Linked DNA regions of Gossypium arboreum: region 1 is linked to region 2. A link is a contact called in public Hi-C data. All regions are on one chromosome and are shown on one strand. The core of a region is the stretch at or near the end of the contact, and the rest is flanking DNA. Distances in the headings are between cores, read along the strand shown. Region 1 holds the start of LOC108482162. Region 2 holds the start of LOC108484165 (acyl carrier protein 1, chloroplastic-like).

Region 1 (3,777 bases), core at 918-3,417, 560 kb after region 2:
TGTCAAAGGCTCCTAGGATATTTGTGTAGTCATTATATCACATTAACTGCTCACCTAAGTCTTTATCCCTTTAATAAATTTCTTTGAGGAATTTGAAAGATTGCAACAAGTCAACAATTGTGTTCTCAAGTATAAATGGGTTATTACAACAAGATAGTCACTCCATGTCCTTCATTAAGCTTTAAAAGCTTGAATGTCTCATCTTAATGCCTCAATTTCATCATGCCAGGCTTGTTGCTGTTGTAAGGGAAAACCTATTCTGTTAAGTATTCTAAGTGTGAGTTATGACCTTGACCTTGAGCATTAAGAGAGGAAACAACCTTATCATGTTGAGTTTGGAACTGAGAGGGGGATTATGACTTGCTCTTAACTCTTTTATTATTTTATTATTTTGCTAGAGTTGTTATTGGTATTGCTGACATTGTTGTTCATACCTCAACTATTGTCGTGTTTTTTGGTCTCTTAAAGCCCTTATTTATTCTTGTAGTTCTAGAAATTATTGGGAGTAAGAGCTAGGGTTGGAATTAAGTTTTTATGATGTTTGTTCATTAGATGTTGGCATCGGGCATAAGTTTGGTGAAGGAGGAGCAATGTTGGATACCTAGGTTGTGGACGATACTAGCTTTCATGAATGTCATTATAGGGGTTTTAAGGATGTGTTGAGTGAGGATTGCATGTTTGGCCAACAAGCTAGGTAGTAGGATTGGAGGGTACAATGGGTTTTCCAAGGATGGTTCCCTCATGATGAACCATATTGTCCATACTCACCACATCAATTGTCGATGATTATAAAAAGGTAAAAAGAAAGGATGGCAGTTCACACAATGGAGAAGTATTGAAAGCCGTTGGAAGAGGATAATAAAAGAGTATATAGCATAGGGTGGATGATTGAAGAAGAAGACCTCTACCAAGACTAAGAATAGGTATTTATAGGCGAAGGTGATCATTCTTTAGCCTTAGATCTAGACACGTGGATTGTGCTAGTGTTGTTGTGGTTGGCTACTTAGGGAGTATAATAGACATTAATGAAATTGACATAGAGCAGATAAAACCCCACGTGTGTTTCATGCAAAGGAAACTAAACACATATCCTTCACAAGGTGGACCAAAAACATGTAATGTGTCGAGCGTGGATACATCTACGAGGGACATAGTTGTTTTGCATAAACGATGTTGGGACCAGACGAAGTAAAGGTGACGAGGTATTTATTACAAAAATCATGTGTAAATTCTACACAAATATAAAATAAACATAATATCTATTATTGACAGCAGTAACAATGTCTCTTACTCCATGTTTTATTTTCACTATTATTGGCGCCAGAAAGGGTTGAATAAAAACCACAGAAGCCATATCTTAGACGCTGCTAGCCACCTGCAATTGGAGTAAAAGTATTGATGATGAAGACGATGGTATGGAAAATTCTTGTCTTTTAACTTTCTGAACAACGTCTTCAGAAAGGGTCTAAAAATCTTGTCCATCTCTTTGTTTTTAAACAGCAAAATATTGGAAATTTTCTCCTATTTTTCCAAAATATAAAAAAAGGCTACATTACAACAGTAATGGAGATTCCTTTGTCAGTCATCTCTTGTAGTTGTAGTATTAAGACTTTTGGAAGTGTAGGTTCTTCACAGGCATAGCCTGGTCCCATCGTACTTTCAGACAAGATACCAGAATAACCCTTGCTTTTGCCCTAAAATTCCCTCACATACATATATCACCGGTTAAAATGAAAAAATTACATGCTAAAATATCAATCCAATTTACCCAAGAGAAGAAGAGACCATTTGCTGAATCCTGCCTAGTAATTCAGAAGCTGTCCCCTTTGACATAATGAGGATCAACAGCAACCAAATCCTTCTATGTAATAAAATATATTTAAGCTTCATCATCGCATTTCTGTTTCTTTTGTCTTTTTTTAGACACATGCAAGTAAGATAAAAGCATATGAAACCCCAGTGTATTATTAAGTGGGACTGCGGGATTGATCTTCCCAGGCATGAATGAAATGTAAATGTAGTTGAAAGAGGAGGGCAGTTTAGTAAAGGAAAGTAGTAAGCCTAAAACAAACATGTAAATAAAGGGTAACAAGTGTTGATTGCCAAAACAAGGAAAAATCCAAAACAATTTACAAACCCTAGGTCAGCTTGTATTTATAACACCCCCTTCCTTTGTGAAACTTCAGTCTCCTGCACCTCTCTCTGCATTTCTGTACATTGCCTTTTAGATTTTTTGAGGAAAAAATAACACCCCCATGATCTTTCAAACCACCTTTCTCTTTCTACGGTACTAAGTTGGAAAAAAAAATAAAAGTTAGATATGAAGGGTCGATGTTCCAAGCAAGAAGCAAAAGAAGGAATGGAAATTGATAGAATTAGAAACAGTCACAAAGATGAGACTCCTCAGCTCTCTGGTGCTTACATTCGTAGCCTGGTTAAACAACTCACCACTTCCAGAAGTGCCAAAGACCCTGATTGCGTTAATGGCCAAATTTTGAGCAAATTTGGTGAGGGTTTTAGTGCTACACCACAGACACAGAGCCAGGTGGAACCAAACCCACCACCTAAACAACTAAAGAAACAGGTTCGGAGGAGATTTCATACCCGCAGGCCTTACCAACAAAGGATGCTTAACATGGCTGAAGCTAGGAGAGAAATTGTCACTGCACTCAAGTTCCACAGAGCTGCCATGAAACAAGCCAATGAACAGCAACAAGAAGAGCAATCATCACGGTCGCTTCAGCCTTCTCCTTCATTCCCACAACCTTTTGAGCAAGAACCAAAAACAAACAACTTGTCTACCTATAATTTAGACTATTTTTCCCATTCCTATAGTTGGCCTCCTTCTTCTCCAAGTCCTTTTACATCCACTGCACACACTTTGAACCTACCAGACCAAACCCTAGGTCTAAACCTTAACTTTCACGATTTCAACATAGACTCCAACCTTTACCATAACAGTAATAACCCATCAATCTACTCATCTTCATCATCCTCATCTTCCCCAACTCTATCAGTTGCAACTGAAGATGTGCCTTCAGTTGCAGTGTCACATGAAGTGGGGCCTGGGACTATGGCCAATTCAACAGCATCCTACGGTGGGGGAGGCCTGCATCAAGCTATGGACGATGAGGGAATGGCGGAGATGAGATCATTAGGAGAGCAGCATCAAATGGAGTGGAACGACACTGTGAATTTGGTAACATCAGCATGGTGGTTCAAGTTCTTGAAGAGTATGGAAGATGGGAATGAAGTGAAAGGTGAGGATGATGGGTACCACCAACCATTTGATCAAGTCATGGAACTCCCTGCCTGGTTGAATGCAAATGACTGTGGCTTGCAGCACCACCATTTCAATAATCTTTTCCCAGATTCTTACTTCCAGGATTCTGATTCTGCCTTACCTTGGTAAGTACCCAGATTTTCAAAAACATAAAACAAGTGTTTCAGAACGTATAAATTACGATTTTTTCACTATGCTCATTCATACATTGGAAATTTAGAAACTCTCTCAAATTGGATCTAATTGAGGGTCAAAATTTGGTAAAATGCAGTAATTTACCTGATTCTTACCAAGAAAAGAGTCAAATTTGCCTCGTTTTCTGTAAAACATAATAAAGTTGCACCCAATGGATGCCGTGCCTTCATGCTTACAAAAGCTTCTGGCTGTAAGAGCCCAAAAAGGCCCATTAAAGCTTAACGCATGGGCTTTTCTTAAGAAATTGAGTGAAATAGATCAGTCCTTGAGATTTTTTTTTAAATTTTGTTTTATTGATA
Region 2 (3,387 bases), core at 370-2,869:
TTCTTATTACATGTTTTCTTGTTTTGAAAAGAGACGGAACAATACACCCTGCAAATGGGGGTTACCAAAGTCTTATCTTTGTTGCTTAGATAATGATCTCCTTATATTAGTTGTAAGTTTCATTTTTCAGCCATATTTTAACCGGATTCTCACCGGAAGAAGCTGTAAGTTGCATATCTGAAAACAAAGCTCAAGTTGATTCATGCATTTATTCATTGACTTTATTGTTTTCGTTCTTGCTTTTGCATGAAACAGAATAAGAACAAAGAGACAAGTGACAGGCTACAATTTAAGACCCACCCTGTTACAAAAATTGCCCTCTTGGTTAAGCAAAAGGAAAGAAAAATAGTGCCACACCTTGTAGGAAAGAAAAGGAAAATCGATTACTGTAATTTATGATTTTATCTTTGGTGGCATTTATAGAACTAAAATAAAAGAAGTTCTGGTATTCTTGTAAGTGGCCTATGCAGCAGCAGCTTTCACTTTCTCAATCAAGTCTGCGGCATCTTGGACAGTTGCGATGTTCTCAGCTCCGCCTTCTCCGACTGAAACTCCAAATTGTTCCTCCAACGCCATCATTATCTCCACCTGAAATGAATTTGACATCAAACAAAACATAAGGAATGAACCAGGATATTATGCTCATGATGTAAGAAACTGAAAGGGTTAACAAAAAAAAAAAAAAAAAAAAAAAAACCCCAAATGTGATATGTCTTGTAAAAGGTGTAACGCACCGTGTCAAGTGAATCAGCTCCTAGATCAGCAAATTTAGTATCAGGAGTCACTGTGCTCGCATCAATTGACAATTGCTTGGCAATGGTATTTTGGACGGTTTTCAATGTCTCAGGTTGAGCCTAGTGGAATCCAATATGTAAGAATACAATGAGCTTAATGACGATTTCATGTACTAAAGACAATTGTAATAAGAAAAAAAACCGAAACGAAGACATGGTCTACAAGTTTCTTACAAGAGAGCATGAAACTGGTGTCTTAAAGCAGCTAGATCGAGTCGAAAATTTGTTTCTCTCCTTGGAGAATTGAGTCTTTGGAATAAGTTTCAATCCATTACATACTACTGGACATCCCTGCAATAAAAACTTGGTTGGATGAGATCTACACATGATGAGCCAGTATTATTTACATAGGTAGAAAAGTCCCAAAGTTTTTATTTTGTCATTAAACCGAGACCTCATTGGTCGGTTCAATCTGCCTTTCTATTCACATTGTAGTTTTTTTTTTTTTTTTTATTACAAAAAGGGGTAAATCGCTTACAATGGTGGTGAAGCTTTTGTGCTGAGAAATAGATCCTTTGGCAAAAGGAATTGTAGCAGGGGCGGGCAATGAAGATGCGGAGATTGAAGCAAAAGCAGCCATTGGAATTGGATTGACTAAAATGCAGGCTGAAAATAACGAGATATATAGGGTATTACAAATAGTGAAAAGGAAGTAAATTGATGAAGAAACTCAAAGTTGTAGATATATAAATAGAGAAAATGTTGTAGACAAAGCCAGAAAGTGTCCGGGGAGTTACATGAACACCCGATGATGATTCCAATGTTTGATTTGGTTTTTTTTAATGACTTTTAGAATGGGGCGGTCACTTCCATGGATGTTCCGTGTTTGCTTATGCTATGCAAATTGGACCGTTATTTTCTATTTGCAGAAATTCACCACTGCATGCATGGTATGGTAACAGTAGAACAGTTACCTCCTATCCTATCAAGTGCTTGCATTCAAATGTTAAATATTATTACATTTACACTTCAAAATATTAATAAGATAAGAAAATTGATGTGTTTGCGGTTTATAATCAGAGAGACCGTGGGCTGGCAGTTTCTATTGGGTGAAACTTGTCATAATTCAAAACCATAATCAAAGCCATATTATATGTATAGAAAATTTGATATGCTGCATTGCACTGCTCTGCTCTCTTATGTTGGGGATTTTGTGTAAGGTGTTGTTTGTTAGTGGCGGGTTAAAACTGTCTATCGAATGGTTCTAATAATTGTTTATTTATTTTATCTTATTTTATTATAAAAATTATTATTTTACTTATATATAATTGTTAGAATGATAAAATATATAAAATGTCATAAAAACCATATGTATTTAAATAATAAAAAATTGAAGTGAGATGAGGCGTGAATAAAATAAATGTATTTAATATTTATAAAAATAATGATAATTTTAAAATTATACATCCACCGTAAAATAAAATCGATAATAAAGCAAAACATGATAGTTGTGGAAGGAAGATGATGTATTTGACAAATTTTTACCTTTTCTTGTTCTATTGTCATTTTTAATTATGCTCATATTTTTATATCTAAAAATTAATAATCTAATTTTAAATATTTAATAATGTTCTTAAACTTTGACTGAATTTGAAATTAAAAAACATTATTTCCTTTTTAAAATACAACACTCAAAATTTAAATTTTACTTAAAAATATTAATTTTTATCATTTAATCATACAAATTAATTTCATCGTCCATGGAAATTCAAAATAGAACCCAAATAAGTGATATTATTATGGTGAAGGGAAGGGTGAGGTAAATGGTGGCCAGCTATCATGGTCCCTTTCCGTGGGTTCCCACGTGGCAACGTGCCTCTATTTGCAGCCTCATTGATCTGGCACGTGGCATCCAGTTGTCAGCAAAAGTTCCAACCTCCTCCCCTCACTGAAAAATTATAGCCGTGCGATTATGAGCGGTCCCATCATGTCCGTCAGTCATTGCAGGCGGTCCCACCCCCATTCTTGGGCATTTTGATAATCAATTCCACCACCACCTTCTGTTCCAGGGTAAGAGGGAAAAAAAGAAACCAACAGTTCTGCACCTCAACAGTCGTTTATATTCATTTCGCTAATAAATTTATAAATTAATTTATGTTTCTTTATTAAATGGAATAAATGGAAAGCATTTTAAAATTAATTTATTAAGCGAAATCAATATAAACAATTTTTTTTTATGAATATTATCATGATAGTTGGTATTGTTCCGGTGTCACTCATATCCGCCGGAATAATAAATCGGAACATCAAATTTTTAATAAATCGGAACATCAAATTTTGAGTTCCATTTTGATACAAATTTCGATTGTTACAATTGGTACCAGTGCATACCCATTGGAATATGGTGTGGTTTTAAAAATTAAAATTATTTATTTTAGGCTTGTTGAATATGCATAGAATAAAATAATTTTATTGTTTAATTTATAAAATAGATTTTTACTTGTTTATTTTGAGATTATGTGTTGTCTAATGATTGTATTTGTGAGGCTAATTAAATAATATTTTAATTAATGAGTATTTTATTTTTAATTTTTGATATCTTAAAATTTACATAAGGTGATATTTAAATTTATGCTACCAATATTTTTAATAT

What was found. A called contact is a pair of places that touch in the nucleus more often than the background predicts.
Region 1: a Hi-C map of leaf shows a contact between it and region 2, with 5 times the contacts expected there. The contact joins the promoter of LOC108482162 here to the promoter of LOC108484165 in region 2. A contact is called at or near these places in 2 of 5 Hi-C or Micro-C datasets (both in leaf).

The regions. Positions count from the first base shown.
Region 1 is chr6:117,600,792-117,604,568 of ASM2569848v2, forward strand. It overlaps LOC108482162, which reads left to right and starts at 2,168. Exons shown (of 2, transcript XM_017785275.2): 1 at 2,168-3,408. The coding sequence starts at 2,321.
Region 2 is chr6:117,036,365-117,039,751 of ASM2569848v2, forward strand. It overlaps LOC108484165 (acyl carrier protein 1, chloroplastic-like), which reads right to left and starts at 1,620. Exons shown (of 4, transcript XM_053029221.1): 1 at 1,273-1,620; 2 at 969-1,085; 3 at 735-854; 4 at 179-588. The coding sequence starts at 1,374. The coding sequence ends at 463.